Regions from separate parts of the Gossypium arboreum genome. Here region 2 is linked to region 1. A link is a contact called in public Hi-C data. All regions are on one chromosome and are shown on one strand. The core of a region is the stretch at or near the end of the contact, and the rest is flanking DNA. Distances in the headings are between cores, read along the strand shown.

Region 1 (6,338 bases), core at 2,038-4,537:
AAATTTTTTAAGTTTTCCAAAAGATTGCAAAGTTCTCAGTTTAGTCCCGAACCACTCCCAAAGTGTGTTTTGGGCCTCGTAGGCCCGTAATAGGGACAACAAGTATATGTTTGATGTTTTTAGTTTGAACAAAATTTTATGGCCCGATTTTGTATGATTGTGTATGTTAAGCTCGGTAATGCCTCGTACCCTGTCCCGGTGTCAGATTACGGGTAAGGGGTGTTATAGTGTACACCTGAGAAATAGGACTTGTGACTATGGGACATTTGACGCACTTTGTTATCCATGCGCTCATGCAATTGTAGCTTGTCAGAATCTCCGTTTGGATCCTATGAGCTATGTCGACGAAGTGTACAAAATAGAATATATGTAACGTGTGGAGACACATATTCCCACCTGTCCGATATGAACGTAAGTGGCCGTCTGTATCGCTTGCTCCGTTTAAGTTGTTACCGAATAGAGAATTATGTCGCAAACCAAAAGGTCGACCTTGCTCGAGTAGAATACATGATAATATGAATATCCGGGAAAGAACGAATCAACAGAAGTTGTGCAGATAGTGTAGGAACCCAGGTCATACAATTCGAACATGTCCAAATCAAAATAGTTGATAATTGCTTAAATGAAACTATGTTGCATTATTTCTATTCTTTTATTCAAAAGAGCTTCTATTTTATTAAATAGGACAAAATATAAAATAATTAACTATTAAAATATTCAAAACAACTTTTATTTTATTAAATAAAATAATATAAAAATAGTTTGTACAAATATATTAAAAAATCAATGCATGTGCCGGTCGAAATTAGTGCCACATGGGGGTGGTTGATGGTTACACGCCGGATTCCTTCTTGATTCAGCTTCTGGCGGGGGTTGTGGTTGCTCCGGTGGGGGTTGTGGTTGTTCTGGTTGTAGATGTTGCGAGGATGACCCACCTTGATAGAACAAAGAATGCGGAGGTGTTTGCATTACCCACGGCGGAGGTGTTTGAATCCCATAAGGCGATGGAGATTGGAAATAAGATGAGTTCCCCGACGGTGCCTCGTGCGATCCCTCCTGCAACGATGGCCTATATATCGTCTATTGAGTCAGAGTCATCGGGAAAGGAGATACACTGGGCCATGCATTCCAACCTAGCATAGGATTGGAAAAAGGAAACATATAAGAGTTAGGATATATATAAGGGCCAGGATACGCACTTGGCATAATCTGAAGGGGCTGTGGTGTGGGCGTCGTCGCTTGAGGTGTTGGGCCCGGTGATTGTGTAGACACTGTTGATGGGTCCACCCCGTCATCCATTCTCCTTGAATTTAAAAGGTCTTATCGTTCCCTTTCGACACGGATTTACCGATGCCTCTGCTCTTTCGAGAGTAAATATTGCTTGCCATAGATCCTAAACCATAGCATGTAATCCGACGCACATGTTAACTCTGGAACGATGATCGGTTCGCGAGTAGGTATATGATCATACTGATTTTCCCATATTTCGATATATTCCGAGAAGAATGGTGACCAATGCGTATTCGTTTGCAGTAAGTTGATTTTGTGCTCATCATCGAGTGTCTCAGGTGTCATGGGAATCGGTTGTTGGAATCCAAATTGTCGCAACACTCTATCCGTCTGGTGCATTTTGATAGTAGCATAGTTGATCAATGAGACCTTAACATGCCAAATATTTGGATTTTGAAAGAATTCATCTAGAATTACTGCCCGAATTGCCAGATCCTCGTATGGTGTCCATTGAAACTATATGAACGTGATAAAAATATTAGTTATATACATAATACTAAATACTAAATACTAAATACTAAATATTAAATACAAAACGACTATGTTAAGTATATATATTTCATTTAATACTTACATGTGCTTCCGACCGTTGGTCTAATAGAAGCCGTATATCTTCAAGAGTGGTAGGTATTCCAATATAACTCGCTGAATGGTTCTACCTAATTAAATAAATTTTTAGCATAAAATTATATTTTAAATTTATGTAATCATTGTAAAATCTAATATAAATTTTACCTCATTATGAGTGAGAATGTACATGGGTGGTTCACTCGAGGGCATAAAAATGAAAAGCGAAACTGAGCCTATGATTGTTGTAGTGATAGGCAACCTCTAATTTTGGCTTTATTTGGTTTTGTCGCCCCGCACATCTTCCAGTACAATGTTTCCAACACGGCAGACCCCCAACTAAGTTCACCAACTGCTCTAAAATCAATGAGTTTCAGCAGCCACCTCAGATGTACAAGGTTTCGTGACAAGTCCAGCTTCAGATAACCTCCAATGATCTCAAGGATGTATGCCCAAGCATATCGTATTCTTTCTACTTCAGTCGAATCATCCCCCAGCTTCGGGAATGTGTCTCATAACCAGCCCATCTCGACCTGACTTCTGTAAATATTATCCGGAATCGTACCCAAAAGATTATAGCATATGGCTCCCTAGTTAGCAAATTGAGTGGACTCGGTGAATACGACCCATCCACCGGCAATCGTAATTGTAACTACACGTCCTCCAAAGTGATGGTACACTCCCTGCATGGAAGATGGAATATGTGCATCTTGGGTCTCCACCTCTCTGTGAACGCGCTAATGAGTTTCAAGTCCAACTTGTACCCCTAGTCTATATTGGCCATGTGCCAAAAACTCGCTTCCTTCAAGTACCAGACATATTACGAATGTAACATTGTAACACCTGATCTACAGATTGTTATAAAAAATTATAAAATAAAAATTAATTAATATTGCATAAATGAAAAAAAAATATTAAATAATATTCAAAAATTGAAATTAACCCTTACCATTTTTATTTGTTCGACAGAGATATGTTTATGATCAAGACGGATTAATTTCCCGGTCATTGCTAACACGATCAAATATCTTAGAAATGATAAAAAAATACTAATTTAAAAAAAATTAAAGGAAATAGTTAATTAAAGAGAGCTTTGAGAAACTTAGAGAGAAATTTGATAGCTTTTTTGACAATTTTCAAAGAAATATTTGTGTGAAAAAAATACGAGGGGGTTTATAGTGTTTTTTTTTTATCGTTAGACCCTCAACAATAAAAAATTTAAATGATCGTTGAGGGTAAAAAATACGCTAAAAAACGTCCTTAGAGAAACGCTTTTACCATATTAATAAATGCGTCTATGTCAATATATTTTTTGTTGATACGACAAAAACACTTTTTTTAAAGACGCTTTTTAATATTTTTGTCCAGTCTGATAAATAATAAATAAAGGCACCATTTCCAAATAAAGTTGGAAATGGGACTTTCTTAGTAAAATGGTAAAAAATTTGAGGCTTTTTACTGAAAAAAAGAATAAGAAAAAAATAGTGAGGTTACAGTCATTCTACACTGAAGTCGAGATAGAGAGATATGGCAAACCCCTCTTCCAAAGCTACAGTTCCTGTTCCCCGGAAGCTCCAAACGTCATCATCTTCACCTGGTGGGGCTGCTACCTCCACCAAATCCGATGACGGAGCTAACCCCTACGAGCCTCGAGTTATGGGTTTCTTTAAAAGGGTAGGAATGCACGATCCCAATGTAGAAAACTACAGTTCCAGAGACTTCTACTCCAATCTATTATGCAACACCCTCAAGACCCACACTGTCCGACGTGGCCACGTCACCTGCTTGGCCACCGTCACACCCGCTGTCGCCGTAATTCTTTGTTTTGAACTTGTTATCGTTTTTATCTGAATTATTATAACAACTATTCCTCTCAGTTTGTTTTGGGTTGCAGAATTATTTTGGTGGGTTACATGGAGGGGCCGTTGCGGCGATAGCGGAAAGGGTGGCGATTGCGACGAGTAGGACGGTGGTCGGTGTGGATAAGGAAATTTTCCTTGTTGATTTGGGGATATCTTATCTCTCTGCTGCTCCGAAAGATGTGAGCTCTTTTGGATTTTTGATATCTCATTTTTGGTTAAATCCCAAATTATAGTATAGTATTGATTCAAATTTCAGATTTTGTCTCAGTTTTGAACCTGTTTCTTTTTCCCTTTTTAGTTATGTTGAGAAAGATTTGGCTGGAAAAGATAGGATTATATGCATGGAATCATAGGGAGATTGCAACTTGCAACCGTGACCTTGCTCAATTTTCATAACATTGTTAATATTCTCCTCCTAATTCTCTAGTGATGACCAAAGTCGTTCTAGAATGTCTTTAAGAGAACGTTGATTTTTTTTTGAACCTCTGGTATCTATTGGATTTCAATTAAATTTGGAGTCAAAAGTGGAATTGATATAGGTTGCTTTTGTCAAATTGCTTTGCATGATCCTCCCTTGTCCTCTCATTTAAACATTATGCCTTAGGTAAATTCTACCTTTGATATAGGTTAGACTCTAAATTGGTTTGTAACTTCCAAAACTCTAATTCTAGTTTGGACGTTAGATACCAGTTTAGATAACATGAAACATATTGATCCAATTTTATACACGTGTATATCTACTACATTTAAACCTTGGATTTGACAATGTTTAAAAAGAGACATGTTAGAGCCAAGCAGTCTATGAGATAGGTATAGACGTGCTTAATGCGTTTTGAATATACTCCGTCTAACATCGGAATTGATGGCTACCTGATTGATACTTGGAGGAGGAGACTTTTAGTGTAATTAATACGTCTCAGAAAATAACTAGCTTTGTATGATCTAGTCTTGTTCTTTTGCATGCTTGATTACAGTCTTCCTTGGGATGTACGTAAACCACTATTCAATATGCAGGCAGAGCTGATTGTTGATGGAGCTGTAGTGAAAAGTGGAAGGAATATAACTGCAGTTTCTATTGAATTCAAGATGAAGAAAACTGGGAAACTGCTCTTTACTTCTCGTGCTACCTTCCATAATTCACCCCTTGCCAAGTTATGAAATTCCCAAAACAATATTATGCCCTTATTATCTCAATTTCCAACTCATTTTTCTCAATAAAAATGTGAAGTAGACAAAGTGATCCTAGGATTCCATGAGATCATTCTTGTGCTTATAAATGTAATGTTTTATCTTCAAATCAACACAACTCTTTTGCCACTAAACCGGCGTTTATTTAATGTAACGAAGTAATTTATTATTGATATAGTTCATAAATTAGCTACAGTGAAAAAAATCACCGGAAAACAAAACGTGGATTACATGGACACTTTGCATCTCTGTAGTAGTAGGAAAATTATACAATGTAATAAGTTCTAAATCTTCTGTTTTGAAAATTTAGGCTTTTGAATCATGAATGCTAATAATAAACTACTAGATGTGGCAGCCAAAGCCCGTACAAATGAGAAAAAGAACTCAAAAACCTATTTGGCAAAGCAGTTCTTCTATATCTCATCACCAGCGTATCCATTTATAGGGAATATGGGTATCCTGTGGGTGCTTGGCTTGATAGGTGGTGTGGCAACTAAGCATCCAAAACCAATTTACAGTTTGACTATAGATGCTGGTCTCATATGATCTTATGTCCTTGCGTGTTCCGGAATAAGACGTTGACGTAGTTCGGGAGATGCACCAGCCAATTCTGCAGTTGAAATGTGTAATTTGAGAAGTCAGAACAGGTATAAAATGCAAAAACAATTAACCTACCTAGCTTACCTTGAGCCGTGAAATCGAATAGAGGAGGTAGAGCTCGCCCATTAGGCAAACATGCAGTGGGGTCTCTCAAATCATCAAAGAAAGGGTGTGCACAAGCCTCAATCTGAAAACCAGGAAGTGAAGATGGAGGTAAGAGTTTGCAAAAGAACATGAAACTATTTTAATCCGTTACGACTGCATGAAACTATTTTAATCCGTTACGACGGCTTGCAGTTGGTTGCTACCATTCGAAATAGAGTGCTTAAGCTACAACTTGGTCATAAAGGTGGGTTGGGGGATAACCACACAACTGTTGTTCCCTATCAAGATTCAAGTCAATAAACAAAAATGGATATGCAGCTGAAAACAACAATGATACATGATGTGAAATACTTACAGCGGTGCAACGTAAGTTTGGCGAATACTGAAGCAGCCTTGACACAAGATCCAATGCTTCAGGAGGTATTTTCCGGTTAAATATCTAAAAATTGTAACTTGAGTTAGATATCCACTATTATTGCACAACATATATGGATAATTAGAAGACGATCCAATAAGCACACCTTATGCCATGGATGAGCTTTGATCTGAGGGAATTTGAACTCTGTATATTTTGGATTCATACATTTGATTTCTTCCCTAGTGGGAGTTCCCAATTTCTGATATGATAAAGCAAAATGAAGTGAAAAAATTAAAAAGCAGATAAAATGCAAAGTAAAACTACGAGTAACAAAAAAGCCATAGATGTGCACCTTTATGATTTCCACT
Region 2 (6,338 bases), core at 1,193-3,692, 160 kb after region 1:
TATTATTACAAGAATATTTTTAAATTTTTAAATAATAATTTAAACTCAAAATAATATCCCAAATTTTATTTTTTACCATTTTAATCAAAACATCATTATTTTTTAATTATTTTTACATATATTTTTCCAAGTCATTAGTGGCACATAATTTAGTAACAATTTAAAATTTTAAATAAAAGGAATTTTAAATTTAACTCTTAATTTGAAACTATCTTATGCAATTAAACTTTTTTTTTATCTTATTTCATTTCACTTTATTTGGAATGGATGAAAGAAAGGTTTCCCCAAATTATTTTACCAAATAGTAGGGAAGGGAAAAAATATTAAGGAAGTCCTATATTTAAAGGGTGGATTGCAATTCGGCTCTTTTTTTGATAAAATAGGTAAATTAATTTATATACATTTCGAAACATACAATTTAACCCCTCCGCTAATTTTTCTTTAAATAATCACGTGGTAAATGTTAAAAATTATTTTTTATAGGTAAACTGTAGAAATGGTCACCCAACTATGTCTTACGTTATATGTTGGTCACTCAACTACTAATTTTTTCGATTTAGTCATTAAAATTTTTGAAATTAAATACTTTAGTCACTCTGAGCTGATGTGGGTTTTTTTATTGGTCTAATAACAAAATTAGCGCTCTAATGCTACATATTCTATAAATTTGATCCCAAATATAAAAAAATTCAACAAATTTGGCCCTCAATATTTACAAAATTTTTCATTTTAGTTCTATTATAAAAAAATAATAAATTTGGCCTTCAACATTTACAAAATTTATCAATTTAGTCCTAACTCTAAAAATTTTTAAAATATTATTTTACAAAAAAATCATTTTTAGCCATTCATAACCCATCGATTAACCCAAGTGAAATTTTAAAATAAGAAAAAAACAACCCTCTTTCAAGTCACTTGCAACATTTTTTTTTACTATACTTTAGGTTTCACACTGAACCAAACCAATTGATTTGGAACCTATCTAAAATAATTGATTGCATTACTACCCGAACAAATAACATTTTTAATGACCTTATTTTCTTTTGGATCTTAATTTTTTTTTGTGTGTTTTATCCTAACTTTTTAGAGTTTTTTTGCAAGTGACTTGAAAGAAGATATTTTTGTCTTATTTTATTATCTCACATGGGTTAGCTATAGAGATGACAAAAAAAAATCTGAATCCAACGGGTTCCAAGTCGATCTGACCCAAGAGGGTCGATTTTTTATTGAAGTTGGGGGTTGAGGAGGGTTAATTTTTAAAAATAGTCGGGTCGGGTTTAGAATGAAACCGCCCACCCTGCCTTGAGATATTTACGAAATTTTACTCTATACATATGTGATATTAATTAATTTAAAAATTCCTAAAATTTATCACTACTAGTCTCATTCTACCTCCTCTATGCTAGTCCACTTTCACCCTGTAAGGTTATTTCCTCCATTTTCTATCTTCTTAATTTAATAATTTATTAAAGGAATATTCCTTGCTTCTTTTTCTTTTCTGCTGTAATCACGTGTGTAAATGTACATTAACACACAACTCCAAAGATAAATCATTAAGCAAATCTAATTAGAAATGGTTGCAAAACCTTTCATTTTTAAAAAAAAAATAATTAATCACAATTTTAGAAGAAGTTTAAAAATAATAAAATTAAACTCGGGTTGGGTCGGATCGAAGTTGGGTATATTATTAAATTTTAAGTTTGGGTTCAGAGCGGGTTAAATTTTTTGAAGTCGGGGTCAAGTTGGTATCGAAGCATGAAACTAAAGCATCAGGTTGGATTGGATTGGGCAAAAAACCACCTTGTCCTGCCCCATTGCCATCACTAGTTAGCTGATGGGTTATAAAGGGCTAAAAATGATTTTTTTTAAATATCTTTTAAATTTTTAGAGTTAGGACTAAATTGACAGATTTTGTAAATATTGGGAATAAATTTATTGATTTTTTAGAATTTGAACTAAAATGATAAATTTTGTAAATATTGAAGGCTAAATTTGTTGAATTATTTTATATTTAGTATCAAATTGATAGAATATGTAAATATAAGAGGGCTAATTTTGTTAACAGACCAATAAAAAAAGCACACATTAGCTCAAAGTGAATAAGATACTTAATCCCAAAAAATTTAGAGACTAAATTGAAAAATTAATAATTGAATGATCAAAATAGAACAAAAAAAATTGGGTGACCCTTTTATAATTTAGTCAAAGTTAATTTTCACCATGTCTGATATTAGAAAATATTAACCGAGAGTATAAGAAATAATTTAATCATTTTTCTAATTGAGAAGCCAAATGCAATTCGTCCGGGTCCTTTTATCGAGGGAAAGATATATAGTTGTATAATAAAGTCATCATTTTAACCACATGTCCGTCGTCTTTACATGCATGAATACACGTATACCAGCACTTGCTCATCAATTGTTTACCCTTCCCATAATAAAAGTCAAACCATCTTGTTTTTTACATTAATGGGGTGGGTGAAAGGAGATAAAATTAGTTTCAACAGTAAAAAAGAAAATGAGGGAATCCGATGATATAGCAGTGGACACCAACAGCAGTACTCCACTGCTTGAAGAATCAGAGGTTAAAGATAAAAAAGAAGTAAGTGGAATGGAGCAGTGGAGAGGAGAGATTGTTAAGAGCATCGTATATGCGGGCCTTGAAGCCGTTTTCACTTGCTTCTCTCTCATTTCCTCCGTATCTGCTACCAATCTCTCATCAGGTTAGCACCATAAAGATATATATTATCATGCATGGCCTCATTAACGAGAGCTATCTTTGCTTTTTTTCCTTTTTCTAAAACTGTAAAAAATTATTTGCAGTGGAGGTGTTGGCGCTGGGCATTGCGAACCTCGTTGCAGATGGGATATCGTCGAGCCTTGGGGATTTTTTGTCTTCCAGCACCAAGGAAGGCTTAGCTATCAAGGAAATGGCGGTGACTCAATGGGAGTTAAATAACCATAGAAAGGACCAAGAAGAGCAGCTCCTTCAACAGTACCAAAGCCTTGGCATGGACCTTATCGACTCTAACATGGTATACCACTATAAACCCATTCATTTAATTTAACTACTTCTTTGTCTTTTAGTTCTCCCCCTTACTTTTTGCGCATTTTAAATTTAGTTTTTCTATTTTTAATTCAAAATATTATTTATCTTTGAATTGATTTAGTCCTTTTTGTATATATCTTTGGGATGGGAAGTTATTATGCTCCACAACATAATAATCTTGCAACTAGGCTGGTTAACCAAGCCAGTCAATTTTTATTATTTTGATCTAATAAATTAAGTCTGATAATCCCTTTTTAAACTAGAAATTTTACTCACATCACTAATATAATTATAATCTTACACATGCAAATGCTTAAATAAGCATATAAAGTTATTGAATCGGGTTGTAAAAATCTCAATTATGTATTTAGTTGTTAATGTTCTTACATGGTTTTCATTTTAAATATTGACTAAATTTTTATATTTTGAAATTTTAACATAAATCTTTTGAGGTTTTATTTATTTGTTAAAATTTGAAATTAGAAGCAGAAGGATTAAATTTTAGATTTGCAAAGATTCCCTGAATATGGCGCTTCATGCAAAAATACAAGAAAAATGTTAACCTAGTGTTAAATTTATGCAAGGTGGTGAATATATTCGCCAAGTACAATGACATTCTGAGAGACCAAAAAATGACAGCCCAGAAAGGGGTGATGCCGCCCGACCAAGGAGGAGAGAAGCCGTGGAAGAACGGCGTCGTAGCTTTTCTGACTTTCGTGGGTTTTGGCGCTGCACCGCTCTTATCTTTCGTCGTCCTCAAGCCATTCACGGACAATGAGTTGGTCATGTTTATTGGAGCATGCTTCATGTCTGCCATTGCACTTACCTTTCTGGGTATAGCCAAGGCCAAGATTTGTGGGAAAAGGAACTACGTACGGTCGGTGGGTTTTGTGCTTTTAAACGGCGCCGTCGCTGCTTCAGCTGCTTATTTCCTTGGATGGATGTTTTGATGAATTTAGAAGAGAAGTCAGAAACAATATGGAACAGAACTTAGAGACATGGAGAAGATGGAAGCTAATATAAGTTAAGAGTTATATATATATATGAATTTTGTATAACCCACATGTTGAATGTGGAAACTTGTAGAAACATATATATACGGATATATCAGACATTTTTAAACGGATATGGCATTGAGAGTGCGTGAGTATGAACAGCCACCTGATTAGTCAATGAAAGGAAGAATGGAAAAAGGTAATAGGAAAAGCCACCTGATTAGTCAATGAAAGGAAGAATGGAAAAAGGTAATAGGAAAGCGAAGGAGAAATGAATCTGAAATTAGATGAAACCAATTTCTTTAGAACTTTACGAATGAATTGCATAATCTTCATTTTCTGCTTAATTACATACTTATATTAGTACACTCTTTTGGTAAAAGAAATGCTAACAACCAAAACTAACTTGCAGTTTAGTTATACTTTAACATTCACCGACAAACAATGATGCAGATTTCGAAAATGAGCAAACAATGATGCAGACAACGACTTTGTGAGAACATCAGTAACCAAAAGAAGGAACTATCAGCCACAAGTTCAACATGTTTGACATGTTTGAATTTAGGGTGTAAAACTATCACACCAAATAGTAGGAATATCAACGAAACAAAAATTCAGTTCTCGTTTTCAGTTCTTGTAACAACAAGATTATCCACATGACATTGGATGTTGCAGCAGCTAATCCTCAGTGGAACGAGACACAACTTGTTATTTCTTCGAGCACCATGAAATAGGATTGTCACCAAAGTAAATACAATAACTGGTGGTGGATCGTAGATCATTAAAATCTAATCCCCAGTTAGCATCAGCATAGCCGACCAACGATAGTCAGGTAGAAGGGCAAAACATCAGCCCATGATCAACAATACCACAGAGATAATGTAAAACTCGTTTTAAAGCAATCATATGAGTGTCTGTCGGGACATGCATGAATTGACAAATGCGGTTAACATTATAAGCAATATCAAGTCGTGTTAGAACAACATATTGTAAGGCACCAACAAGACTCCTATATTCAGTAGGATTAGTAAATAGACTTCCATCATGTTTAGATAAAGTGGAAGAACTAGCCATAAGGGTATGTACTGCTTTGGCATTAGTCAAAGAGCCTAGTAAAGAAGGTCGAGGACATACTTACGCTGACACAGAAAAAGGTTCCCAGTAGCAGTACGGGTAACCTCAACCCCCAAAAAATAATACAGATCTCTCATGTCTTTAAAAGAGAACTCATTGTGAAGTTGTCACACAAACATATCAATATATTTAGAGGAATCTCCCGTAATGATAATATCATCCACATAGACTAATACATACATAGTTTTCTTGCCAATAACACGGATAAACAGAAAGGCATATATATCGTAATGAGAGAAGAAACTTCTTTAGCTTATCAGACTAAGCTAGTGGAGCTTGCCCCAACCCATATAAAACTTTTCTTAATCGACACATAAGTGGTTTGCCATTATCATCATATCGTACATACCCTGGAGGTTGTTGCATATAAACCTCTTTAATAAGATTGCCATTGAGAAAGACATTGTTAACATCAACCTGTCGAAGTTACTAGCTTTTGGATACTGCAATAGACAGAATAATCCGAATAGTATCTGGTTTGACGACCGGACTCAACGTTTCTCTAAAATCACACCCTGGTACCTGAGAACACCCTTTAGCAACTAAACGACCTTTACGTCGAGCCACAGTACCATCAGTATTCTTTTTGACCTTAAATAACCACTTACAATCAATTGCCTTTCTTCCAAGTGGTAAAAATACTAACTCCTAAGTGCGATTCCGAATCAATGTGTCATACTCAGCCTGAGCCGTTTCCTTCTATTCCTCATAAGCAAAGCTTCATTAATTGTGTGTGGCTCACAATCAGAAATTTCTACAGTTAAGACTATAGGTTTAAAAATGCCTACTTTGGAGCGCGTAACCATATGATGAATATTACCAAATGGCAGAGGTGTGGGGGCAACAGTAGGAGTGACCGAACTGGATCTGGCAGTATTTAAGAAGAAAGGGCCCCTATGAGGATGCAAATCTTCTGTCAAATAAGCTAAGTTTGTAGTAGCACCGACTGGTGTATCACGGGAGAAAACCACATCACATGAAAAATCTCAGGACAGCCATTAGAGATTACAATAGATGAGGACAAAGGCTGCACAATGGGAATATATGTAGAAACATGCTCACTCGATGTATTAGTAGATGAAGGTTGTTTAGGATATAAAAATTGATGTTCATAAAAAACAACATGTCAAGAAATAACAACTTTACCATCTGGTGTAAGAC

Evidence for each region. A called contact is a pair of places that touch in the nucleus more often than the background predicts.
Region 2: a Hi-C map of leaf shows a contact between it and region 1, with 1.9 times the contacts expected there. The contact joins the promoter of LOC108468982 here to the promoter of LOC108470240 in region 1. A contact is called at or near these places in 2 of 5 Hi-C or Micro-C datasets (both in leaf).

What each region holds. Positions count from the first base shown.
Region 1 is chr8:24,965,767-24,972,104 of ASM2569848v2, forward strand. It overlaps LOC108470240, which reads left to right and starts at 3,288. Exons shown (of 4, transcript XM_017771526.2): 1 at 3,288-3,669; 2 at 3,752-3,898; 3 at 4,734-5,720; 4 at 5,805-6,278. The coding sequence starts at 3,385. The coding sequence ends at 4,877. LOC108470239 (shaggy-related protein kinase theta-like) reads right to left here. Exons shown (of 14, transcript XM_053031622.1): 10 at 6,323-6,338; 11 at 6,134-6,229; 12 at 5,968-6,051; 13 at 5,592-5,694; 14 at 5,048-5,517. The coding sequence ends at 5,456.
Region 2 is chr8:25,128,473-25,134,810 of ASM2569848v2, forward strand. LOC108468982 reads left to right here and starts at 2,443. Exons shown (of 3, transcript XM_017769851.2): 1 at 2,443-2,722; 2 at 2,823-3,034; 3 at 3,633-4,170. The coding sequence starts at 2,518. The coding sequence ends at 3,998.